Regions from separate parts of the Mus musculus genome. Here all the other regions are linked to region 1. A link is a contact called in public Hi-C, HiChIP or PLAC-seq and promoter capture Hi-C data. All regions are on one chromosome and are shown on one strand. Each heading gives the region's core, a stretch centred on a gene start, on an enhancer-like site or on the middle of the called end of the contact. The rest is flanking DNA. Distances are from core to core; before and after follow the strand shown. Region 1 holds the start of Ints14 (integrator complex subunit 14). Region 2 overlaps Megf11 (multiple EGF-like-domains 11). Region 3 overlaps Megf11 (multiple EGF-like-domains 11). Region 4 overlaps Megf11 (multiple EGF-like-domains 11).

Region 1 (2,700 bases), core at 38-2,537:
CGAGGACGACGACAACAAATCTGAACACCTATCAGATCATTAAAAATGAGCAAACTAATTAACTTAAGTTTAGTCTTTAAGGTCATAAACCAGACCATGTATCTAAGCTGGCCTAGAACAGCAATCCATGGCTGAATCATCACCACAATAGAGCAACTAGACAGATAACTCCTCTGTCTGCATAGTCTTGGCCAGATCTCTCCCATTACGGCTAAGTAATCAGGCTATATATTCTTACTTACCTAGAGCCCCATAACTGTTCAAACATAGCAAGGTCTTTTGAAATATTGAAACTAGCCTGGTTGGAGAAAGATGTCCTGCAGCAAACAAAAGCTAAGTCTACAGGCCATGCGGCCTTGATATTGGTTCCCCAGAGTCTAGTGTTGGCTTTCTCTGCCACCTCTAATAGAAAGAGGAAACATTAAAGAACAACAAACACTTTCCCACGGAGCAAGTTGTGGTAAGTCAGTTCTAAGAGTTTCCCTTCCTTATCCCGCTTGCAACCCATAAGCTTAAAGAAAGCCATATGCCTAAGACTTTACAGGGAGCTCTGTGTTCTCACTTGTAATTGCTGTTGTGAAGTATTGGTCTTTGAACCATAACTACCCAGCGTTCTGTTAGCATCCGTTGAGGCCTACTACTAACTGACATTCTCCAGGCCCCTACAGCCCACAGGGTTAGCAAGTCACCTTTTGCCCACCTCACCCTCTCATCCCCGCCCAGGAACTCCCTGAGGCATATGCTATGCTAGGGACACCTGGTGGAGAGAAGCAGGCAGGGACCCTCAAAGCCTTACATGGAATCCTAAAAGCAAAACCTTCAGCACATCTCAGGCACAAAAGCAATAACTGAGTCACGCTTCTGCCGGTCTCAAAGTCAGGGTAGGGAAATAACGTGGTACTAAGATCTCAATGCAACTTAGACTCAGGGCAGCCAGGTGCTTACAGTCTGAGCACTCAGCCGGGGATTACAGTTTTTTAAGAGTAGGAAGAGCATCCTACTGTTCTGTCGGTGTGACTGAGAATTCTGAAGAAGAAAAGCAATGACAGAAATGTTAGACACTGGCCAGGGGTCTACAGGTTAATAAAAAGGCAAAGCAGAGATAAATGGAGGGAGGCACCCAGAATGGGGTAAGACAAAGGGGGAAGGGCCAGAAACCCCCCGCAGGGCTCAGCCTGGGAGGAAATTGGGGCTCCGTGGGCAAGAGACAGAGGAGGAGCACCCCCTAGCGTCCCGGGAGAGCCACAACCCAGCGCCCGTGGGCTGGAAGCCCCGCCCAGCCCACGCTATTCGCTGCCTCCGGGTTCCCTTATGTCGCACGGCCCTTAAGTTCCGGCTATGGCGCGCGGACGGAAGGTTTAAGCGGACGGACAGAGGCTGGAGATGGGCTCCGGGTAAGTCAGGGAATGTGCCTGTTGAGGGCTGTGTTTCGATGGCGGTTGGGGTTACAGGGGAAGGAGTGGAAGGAACAACACAGGGCGGGCGGCGGACCTTCTCTGAGGCCCGCGTAGGGTGGCGGTCTCAGGGGCGCTGGCTCCAGGGCCTGCGACAGGCCTGCCCTCTGTGTGGCCCGGGTCTTGTAAGCAGCAGGATTCCGCGCTTGGGGCCGTGTTTCTTCCTCCCCTGAGAGTCTTCCGTCCCTGGACCCTGAGACTTCCGTCCCCTCTTTCCCCGAGAGTTCCATACAACAAATGTTTTGGGCTCGTTTTAAAGGTAAAGGTCTATTCTTCAGTTGCAGTCTTAAGTGAACTCTGCTGCACTTCAGGCTACCCATTCAGATATTAATCATCTGAGAATTTAGAGGAATTCGTAGGGCAAGCCAGAGCGACAGAAAAGCCGACGTGTATGCACTTAGAAACTGAAGTGGAGCTTTGAGAGATTCCTGAGCGTCAAATTGCTATGAATGGGCTAATGATCCCCTTCAGAGTAGAACTATAAATGTAATTGATGGCTTTTAGAGCAGTCATGTGGCGAGGATGTATCATCAGGAGTAGACTGTCCAGGAGAAAGAAAACCCTTGGTTATCTGAAACATTGTAAAATGGTACCAATTGGAAAGGCTGAGGGCGGTGTGGGGAAATTTGATCAGAGTCAGCCCAAGTGAGAAATACATCGTGTTATCTACTAATGAGAGATCTTTTATTTTTCAGTTTTGTGGCTAAGCCCAGACTGCTTGAGTGAAACAGCCTTCAGGGACGTTCCATTCTTTCGTTTATCCCAGTGCTTACAACCCAAAAACAAAATTGGATTGCCACAAGTCGGCCACGGCTGAGGAAGTGCACTCGGGCCCTGACACAAATGCATCAGTCAGGAGAAAGAGCCAGCTTCTCAGGTGTCTTCAGAGAAGGCCAGACTGACAGCTGCGGTCACCCATTGCAGTGCTAGCAGCAATTTCATGGACTGGAAGTGCTTGTTGGTACTTGATCCAGAAAACTGTTTCTCAATCTCTTAAGAGGTGAGGGCGTGATCATCAGCTTTAAAAACCATAAAGGCTTCCGTGCATAAATGTGACCCACAAGAGCTGGATAAACTGCACCTGAGCAGAAGTGCAGGACTCCCTGGTGGCTCTGCTTAAATAAGAAAGTGTATTTTTGTGTACAGAGTTAAAATTTACAATGTATTTTCCTAATGAATTAATGTATGTTGTATTAGGGGTAGTTCATTGGTTATGTTGAGATTTTGATGAGCACCTGCTGTGTGC
Region 2 (2,700 bases), core at 34-2,533, 510 kb before region 1:
CCCAGAGTGTATGGGGGTCTGCAGGGGAGCCCTCAGGACCCAGAGTGTATGGGGTCTGCAGGGGAGCCCTCAGGACCTAGAGGGTATGGGGTTTGCAGGGGAGCCCTCGGGAAGGGACACCTGGGCTGGATGGTGTGAAGAAGATCATCAGCCAAGAGTGGGAACTACAGACAGTTCCTCTGTGAGTGTGTGTGTGTGTGTGTGTGTGTGTGTGTGTGTGTGTGAGAGAGAGAGAGAGAGAGAGAGAGAGAGAGAGAGAGAGAGAAAATGAATGTTTGCTAGAGAGCTTTGAAGTGCATGCGATGAGGCCTGGTAGAGATGAGAGGCACGGAAGCTAAGTGGTTAGGGTAAGGGGAGGGGCCTAAGGCACAGCCTGACTTGTGGTCTCTGATCCCTTCCATGCAGAAGAGTTCACAGAACTATGTGAGGTCATTGTGGGTGGTGGGGAGAGTCAGGGTGGGAGGTGATAAGGACATGTCAAGTCTAGTTTGAGGAGATCACCCTGCTTTGTGGAGGGGATTGGGTGAGGACTTCCAGTAGGCACCTAGGACAGGCCCGGGCAAGATGGTGGCCTTTGTGTGGGACAGAGTGACAGAGAGGATGTAGGTCAGTGGAAGTGGAAATGACATCCTAGGTAGGGACAGGTGGGGCCACAGAGACTTTCCTGATGCACCCCAGTGTGCACACATTTGAAGCCTAGAGCTCGGGGAAGAACAACCTATCCCAGGCCAATCATGCTGTAACCAAGGATTTGGAGGGACCCACTGCCCCTAAGTTTCCCTTGCCAACCCTCCTGCTCCCCACCTCCACAGCCTGGCAGCCATCGTTCTGCTTTATGTCTTCATGGATTAGGATGCTTTGCTGAGGTTTCTGGAAGAAATGGAAGCATATATGATTAATGTACGCTCTCTTCTCCCTGCCTGTCTTCTTTCAGGCGCATAATTACCTTGAGATCTGTAAGCAGAGGACATGCAAACCCTTGTCTTAAGCCTGTAAGGCCTGTGGCGGTCAAAGCCAGGTCCATAGACAGCAGCATCTGTAGAGACGGCACCGAGGGAGCTTGCATGAAGAGGTTAGGGGCAGGTAAAGTGCTTGCCTATTGAGGCTAAAGTGCCGGGTTCGATCCCCAGTACTACATAAATGGGCCCAGTGGCGTGCACCTATAACCTCAGGACTTGGGAGGTGCAGGAGAGTCAGAAGTTCCAGGCTAATCTAGGCTACCAAGTTCAAAGTCAGCTTTTGCTACGTGATTTCCTGTCTCAACGAACAAAAAGCAGAACCTTAACTCTGGTCATCTGCACAGTGACAAGAGTGTCACGTGACCTGAATGCACCAGGGAAGTTAAGCTAGACAGTCTGGGTGACCTCTCTGAGACGGTGTCTTTCTTCACAGTGAGTCAGGTGTGGGGCTAGGAGCTGAGTGGACCCCATGTGACAGTTTATCATCATGACACAACTTTACTTTTTTGCCACACCTTTTTGCCTTGTGTATATTCTCATGCCCCTGTCCTCAGTCTTATATGTGGCCCCTTTGATGCGTTTGCAATCTGTTGCAAAAATGCAAAAATACTTAATGTCATTCTGTGTTCTTCTATTTTTTAAGTGTACACACACTGTTGTTTTGTTTTGTTTTGTTTTGTTTTGTTTGCTATGAGACAGGGTTTCTCTGTGTAGTCCTGGCTGTCCTGGAACTCACACTGTAGACCAGGCTGGCCTTGAACTTAAAGATTCACCTGCCTCTGGAATTAAAGGCATGAGCTGCCACTGTCTGGCTTTATTTACACACCTTATGGTGCTTCAAATTGCCCACTACCAACTTTTCCCAACAGCATCTTGCTCTGCCCACATCTCATCTTCCTGAGGCTGGGTGGTCCCCAGTGTATGAGGTTCCACTTCCTGTTACTCATCTCATCCTGCCAGGCTAGGCCCATCAATAAGGCCTCCAGCTCGCCTCCACTACAAACAGCTTCTCCCTGAAGGCCAAGCTTGAGCCTCCATTGTGGTCACAGACTAAATGACCGAAGCCCCCTCCAGCCGAGGCTGCTTTTGCAAAAGAAAGACCGTGGTGAGTTGTGAGGCCTCTGCGCTGTCAGACAGGAGATCTGAACAGTTATGTTTTCCTTTGAGTTAAGTTTGTGGCTGACACCGCAAAGGGGCTTCGATCCTTTGATTGGCAGAGTCCCCGAGCCCTTGGCGGTCCCCCTGAGTGCCTGAAGTTTTTTACCTTGTGAATAATACAGCAGCTGCCCCAGGGAGCTGAAGGCTGCACTGGTCTGCAGGCCTGTTTTAAAATCCCAATTCTGCCAACTCCTCAGATGGGAGTGACAGTTCCTGCTCCCATGTAATCATTTATAGATCAGGTAATGATTTCCCCCTTGGTGTAATGACAGCGCTATTCTTGGGGGAGCTGGTCAGCTTGTCAAATACTGCTGATGCTCCCTTCGCTGTGGGCAGGGAGGACCAAGAGCAGTGGCTCTGTTTGCTATCTCTCCTCACTCCTGGTAGCAAAAGTCACTTCTTTCAGAGGACTCTCGCCTTGTGACAGGGACATGAGGGCTGGCAGATTCTATCTACCTTTGGTTCTGAGGTCACTGGAAGGCAGTCTATCTACCTCGCTCACAGTTCCACACCCTGGAAGTACTGAGAGGGACAGTTTTACCATAGAAGAGACTCTATGGTCTCTTCCTGGGATAGAGTAACA
Region 3 (2,700 bases), core at 177-2,676, 320 kb before region 1:
AAGCTGGTGGAGCGCCAGCATGTTCACAGGCCACACCCATCTCTGCCTTCTTGTGCCTGCTTAGCACCTGAGTGCTTCTGTGTATCTGTTCACCCCAAGGACACCCTTCCCATACCACTCACCTGACCCTTTCCTCCCAGGGTCTAAATCCTAGAAAGCTTGGGTACAAAGATCAGCTGGCCATCTGTGCCCACAGGCAGCAGAGCCACCCTCCACTCCAGCTTGCCCAGGGCTGAGGTGCTCTTTGGAATTGAGGACTTTCGGTGCTGAAAGCAAGACAGATGGTCCTCTGGCAGGCAGACAAGTGAGCCATCTTTCACTGCCCTCTTGCAATGTGGAGCCCTCACCTGACTGCCTTAACTGGAAGCAATCTTTCTTGCCTAGAAACAGAAATCCTAGAACAGTATTTGTGCCTGTCATTAACCAAACTCCACTCCCACTCAAAGCTCCCAGTTGTTGGGGGACGTCTTATATTTGTTGTGCCCTGAGTGCACCAAAAGGGTCAAAGTGGGAGGTGATAACAGGCTGGGTAACTTTCCTGAAGTTCTGGGCTACTCTGTCCCTTTCCGTGGCTTAGAATGCAGGTCTCCAGAAAGCCATCAGTCTTGGAAACATTTAATTACAGGAATGGATCTCCTAGGTTGTCTGTCACCTCCCAGGGATACAATTTTTTTTTCCTGCTCTTTCTGAAGGAGCTTGGGCAGTGAGGAAATTGAACTGAGGAAGCAAGTAGGGGGCCTGAAAGTATTCCTGGAAGGGAGGAGGAGGAGGGAAGGGAGAGCCAGGGGTGTGCACAGTGAGTCAGAACCGTCCTTAAGTAAATGAGAATGTGAGAGGTTAAGACTGTGAGTGGGACAGAGAAAAGAGGGCTTCACAGGCCGACATGAGGCTGGGCCCAGCTGCCTGGAGAGGAACAGGGTCACAGAGCAAGGTGGCAGGCATGGCAAGAAAAGGTCCAGCTGAGAGGAGTAAGGATAGATAGACCAACCAAAGAGAGCTTCCCAGAGACAGAGGGAGGCAGAAAGCTGTGACCAGGTTTGCATTGGAGGAGGTGCCCGTGGCATCGATTGAAGTGAGCAGCAGCGCTGGAAGGCCTTTGAGGCTATGCCTTCTTTAGCTCCCGTGAACACTCGGTGGCTTGGTGGAGCCTGACAGAGGTCTCCAGATGCCAAGGACTCCATCCAGATACCCGCAACAGCTTGGTCTCCAGGGGCAGAGGAGATGGTAAGGCCAAGTGGACCCTCGTTCTAAGGAAAGCTCTGACCCAGAGTATCCTTTTTTGCAGGCTGTGACAGCGAGCACTGGGGTCCCCACTGCAGCAACCGGTGTCAGTGTCAGAACGGCGCCCTGTGCAACCCTATCACCGGCGCCTGCGTGTGCGCCCCGGGCTTCCGAGGCTGGCGCTGTGAGGAACTCTGCGCTCCTGGTACTCACGGCAAGGGCTGCCAGCTGCTCTGTCAGTGCCACCATGGCGCCAGCTGTGACCCGCGCACTGGCGAGTGCCTCTGCGCTCCTGGCTACACAGGCGTTTAGTGAGTAGCGAGGGCGTGGCTTGGGGTGGGGCCAGGGCGAGATCAGGACTCCAGGGGTGGGGAAAGAGGGGTGGGGCAGAGCCAGGAGACTCTGCTGGATGCCCAGCTGGGGACAGGGTGGGGGGGGGTGGGGGGGTGTAGGGAGGTGGGTAGCGTGGCCTGAATGACCCTGGTTTGGAACAGGTCAGGGCTGTGGCCTGGAGGCTCTCACCAGGGCTTTCAAGGCTTTTGGGCCACTTCTTAGCACCCTAGTAGGCAGGAAGAGCAGAAAGTCCCGGTTGTGACATCTGCCCTCTGACCCCAAGTGCCCCAGTGTCTTTAAGTACCCAGGCCTCACCCCTACAAGTCTCAGATTCAAGCCCTTAAATACCTGGTCCTACTGGAGACAACTCACATGGCCAGAGGGCCCTTCCTAGTTAAGGGACACAAGTGAGTTTGACCTCCTCTTCTAACTTTCATACTATGCCTGTTTGCCCCATCCTAATTGGGCCTGGTTAGAGCCCATCTGATGTATCATGTGCAGATTGGCCCCTCACTTCTGTGTCCTGGGGAAGCCATACTGATAGGGATTCCCCAGGGCAGCTTATTGGACACTCTCACAGACAAGACTGGTGCTGTCTTTCCAGCCCAGCTGAGGCTCTCTAGTGTTCTCTTAGATCCATAGCAGAAGCCAAGGATGCTGGCCATAAGACATCCTGGATTGACAGGCTCTCCTGCCCCAGTATCTGATCAGCTCCCATGAGGCCATGGTCATTGGAATGAGACCCAAGGCAATGATACAGACCTTCCCTACACTCCCACAGTGGCTGGTCCCCACACATGGCAGCTGGGAGCCTCTCAGAGCCCAGGAAAGACATTCCTTGGAGTTTCCAGCTTTTACCTTTGAAAACAGGCAGGTTTTCAGGGGCTGGAGAAATGGCTCAGTGGTTAAGAGCACTGGCTACTACTCTTCCAGAGCTTCTGAGTTTAATTCCCAGCAACCACATAGCAGCTCACAACCATCCTATAATAGGATCTGATGTCCTCTTCTGACATGCAGGCATACATGCAGAGAGAGCACTCATACACATAAAGTACATTTTTAAAAAAATCTTTAAAAGAGAGGAGAAGAAATAGGCTAGTTTTAAAAGGCAAAATCCAGGGCCACATCTTAGCACTGTTGCTTGTG
Region 4 (2,709 bases), core at 25-2,524, 430 kb before region 1:
CTTGGCAGCATTGCATACAAGCTCTGAGAAGGCAGATTTCAGTGCAGGGAAGCGGAGCGCTTTCTAGTGATGGGAGCTGTCCAGAGTATCAGGGACAATGTGGATTTATTCCATCAAATACCCAACAGCTGTTTACAAAGCTGCTCAGTGCTCGTGCTGTGTCGGACCCCAGGATGTGGCAGGGAGAGTAAAAGAGTATCATTCTTCCAGTGTAGAGCCAAGCAGTGTCATGTATCCAGTGTCATGTGACCAGTGTCATGTGATCAGGAGGGGTTGGGAAGGTGCTAGAACCACCTAACCTATGGAGGCTATCCAGGGACTGCTTCTTGTGGTGGGTGACATTTGAAGTGAGACCTCCATCGGTCATGTTCAGAAGGGATGCTAGTTGGTGCAAAGGCCTGGGAGCTGGAAAGAACCATTTTCCCCTGAGGATGTGGTTACAGCTGATTGAGACAGGCTGGAACAAAGCAGCTGTTTGCTGCTGTCAGAGCTGGGCTTGGAATTTGGCGAGGAACTACAAATGCTAACGTCTAATGAAGTAGAGGTAGCCCTCTCTGCAAAGATGCTATGCCTCTGAGTGTCTTCAGAAGTCTCTGAACTCAGCATGTCTATATGTTCCCTTGTATGTATGTATGTATGTATGTATGTATGTATGTACTTTTGTGTTCATGCATACGTGTTCACATGTGTGTGAGAGGGTGTGGAGTCCAGAGGTCAACCTCAGTTGTCTTCCTCAATCTGTTTCACCTTATTTTTGAGACAGTCTCTCACTGAACTCACGATTCACCTAGGCTGCCTTGGCTAGGGAGCCCCATAGACCTAGTGTTGAAGACCTATGTCTCTATACCTGTTTTTTTGTTTTGTTTTGTTTTGTTTTTGTTTTTTTTTATATAGGTGCTGAGACTCGAACTCAGATCCTCATGCTTGCATAGCAAGCACTTTACTGACTGACTCAGCAAACTCGTTGCTACCTCTTCTAAACCAGCAGTCTTGTCTTGAGCTAGGATTTCTGAGCCCTTCCGGGGCCTCCTGGGACAAGCTTAATCTTGTTTTCCCCTCCCAACCCTTGGGTTGCTCAGTGCTTTGCAGATAGGCAGTGGAGACTTTGTAACAAGGGTCATTTTAATTGCTATAAAGCCTGACAGGGAGAGGCACGGGACTCCCACTCATGGCTGTCCAACTGACAGCTGCATGCTGGCCCACTAACATCTGCTTGAGACCTGTCAGATGGAACACAGGGAACACAGGAACTGTGCACTGGTTCATCTGTCCATTCTCCATTGCCACCTCTTTGGGAACTCTGTCACTCAAACCACAAGAAGAGAGCAGCTCCTTTGAGACAGGCTAAGTTTTAAGAGAGAAACAGAACTTTTTTTTTTTTTTTTTTTTTTTAAATCAGTGTTGAAAAGGAAAAGGAAAAAAAAAAAAAAAAGGACTTGACAAGCCTCATGCTTTGCTTGCCTGGTAGGTGGTGAGGATCAATTTCCTAAAGAAAAAAAATCAATCAGTCGGAATGTGTCTTTCTGGAGAAAGTCTGGCATCTGTCAAATGAGGGAAAAAAAGACCTAGAAAAACCTCTCCTCGGGTCATGGGCTGGGGGGTTTGCTGACTCAGGCCGTATGTTCCAATGCCATTAACAAGTTAAAAGCTGTTGCTCCTTGCAGGGACACAGGGTGGGGGGTGGGAGCAGCTCAACTGTGAAAATCCTCTACAAATTGGGGAAGGCTGGGCTGCCAGGAGCAGAGCCCGGGCCTTCTGCACCCACGGAGGTTGCCGACTGCCATGCCATGGCTTTTATCAGGCCCCGCGGTTGGCAGGCTTGCTGTATGCAGGCACCTGATAGCAGCGTTCTGACAGGTGGCAATTTTAATTGGTAAACCGTTTCTCTCCGTTAAGCCACGTTCGAAGCAAGTCAGGCTAATATCTTAGGATGATTGGTAGAGATGTGAGGGAGGTCCCCTGGTGTAGGTGGGGGGTAGGGGTGTTATCATCTGGTGTTTGAGGATAGATGGCTCCCCAGAGCTCTATAGAATGGGACGGAGGCTCGTCCTCCCCACTGGCTTTGGCTGTGACAAGACAGGCTGTGCCAGCTGCAGTCACTGGCATTTTTCTAAGAGGCATTTTTCAGGGCTGGGCTGTTGCTAAGTTGGTAGAGTGCTTGCCTAGCATTCTGGAGGCTCTGGATCTCATCCACCCTCAGCACTGGAGGGACGGGATTGGTGGCACAAGCTGCGATCACAGCATCCAGGAGGCATAGGCAGGAGGGTCAGAAGTTCAAAATCATCTTCAGCAACATAGTAAGTGGAGGCTAGCCTGGAGTACTCAAAAAACAGACAGATAGAAAGACAGACAAATAAGCAAAACCAACCAACCAGCCAACAAACAAACGCCCTTTGCCATCCTGCCATGGAGCTGAGGCTTAAGTGTAGTCAGGTGTTTTAGCTGAGTGGCGCATTCACCCTCAGGCAGACTGGCATGGCCCATAGAGGAGAGAGTAGATCCTGGATCAGGACGGGCAGGGGTCCAGTTCATGTTGACTGTGCTTCTCTCGTGTCTGGTTCCATGCTGGGACACTGAGATAATGAACAGAGACCTCTTCCTTGCCTCTGTGGACTTGGTGTGAGCTCAGTGAGTAGAATGGAGAAATGAGTGCTGTGGCCCATGGGGCCAGCCACGTGCTAGATTACAGGGAGGCCCAGTTTGGGACAG

Evidence for each region. Promoter capture Hi-C pulls out the DNA fragments that hold promoters and counts their contacts. A called contact is a pair of places that touch in the nucleus more often than the background predicts. HiChIP or PLAC-seq counts read pairs in DNA pulled down with a chosen protein or histone mark.
Region 2: an H3K27ac HiChIP or PLAC-seq map of microglia shows a contact between it and region 1, with 5 times the contacts expected there. The contact joins the enhancer-like site here to the promoter of Ints14 in region 1. A contact is called at or near these places in 2 of 39 promoter capture datasets (the HPC-7 cell line and hippocampal neurons), 3 of 115 datasets of contacts at active chromatin or transcription factors (bone marrow-derived macrophages, large pre-B cells and microglia) and 2 of 9 other capture datasets (adipose tissue and macrophages).
Region 3: a contact with region 1 is called in a Hi-C map of the N1E-115 cell line, with 4 times the contacts expected there. The contact joins the enhancer-like site here to the promoter of Ints14 in region 1. A contact is called at or near these places in 13 of 39 promoter capture datasets (the 3T3-L1 cell line, 3T3-L1-derived adipocytes, the HPC-7 cell line and 9 more), 1 of 15 datasets of contacts at CTCF or cohesin (the NIH/3T3 cell line), 3 of 484 Hi-C or Micro-C datasets (the HL-1 cell line, the N1E-115 cell line and embryonic fibroblasts) and 1 of 115 datasets of contacts at active chromatin or transcription factors (large pre-B cells).
Region 4: a contact with region 1 is called in a promoter capture Hi-C map of hippocampal neurons, with 2.2 times the contacts expected there. The contact joins the enhancer-like site here to the promoter of Ints14 in region 1. A contact is called at or near these places in 7 of 39 promoter capture datasets (the 3T3-L1 cell line, the HPC-7 cell line, the SN4741 cell line and 4 more) and 1 of 115 datasets of contacts at active chromatin or transcription factors (large pre-B cells).

What each region holds. Positions count from the first base shown.
Region 1 is chr9:64,959,545-64,962,244 of GRCm38.p6, forward strand. It overlaps Ints14 (integrator complex subunit 14), which reads left to right and starts at 1,288. Exons shown (of 13, transcript NM_001077631.2): 1 at 1,288-1,394; 2 at 2,150-2,454.
Region 2 is chr9:64,451,643-64,454,342 of GRCm38.p6, forward strand. All of the region lies in intron 1 of Megf11 (multiple EGF-like-domains 11), which reads left to right. Among named protein-coding and RNA genes, the nearest start is that of Megf11, 67 kb to the left of the region's middle. Within about 2 kb of position 1,284, at least 62 of the 459 cell types and tissues checked have an H3K27ac peak or open chromatin away from gene starts, as enhancers often do. A contact at or near this core is called in the HPC-7 cell line, bone marrow-derived macrophages and microglia, where this site is marked.
Region 3 is chr9:64,636,950-64,639,649 of GRCm38.p6, forward strand. It overlaps Megf11 (multiple EGF-like-domains 11), which reads left to right. Exons shown (of 25, transcript NM_001134399.1): 6 at 1,286-1,532. Among named protein-coding and RNA genes, the nearest start is that of Gm36311, 48 kb to the right of the region's middle. Within about 2 kb of position 1,427, at least 36 of the 459 cell types and tissues checked have an H3K27ac peak or open chromatin away from gene starts, as enhancers often do. A contact at or near this core is called in the N1E-115 cell line, where this site is marked.
Region 4 is chr9:64,531,872-64,534,580 of GRCm38.p6, forward strand. The region is part of intron 4 of Megf11 (multiple EGF-like-domains 11); the gene reads left to right. Among named protein-coding and RNA genes, the nearest start is that of Megf11, 150 kb to the left of the region's middle. Within about 2 kb of position 1,275, at least 35 of the 459 cell types and tissues checked have an H3K27ac peak or open chromatin away from gene starts, as enhancers often do. A contact at or near this core is called in the HPC-7 cell line and hippocampal neurons, where this site is marked.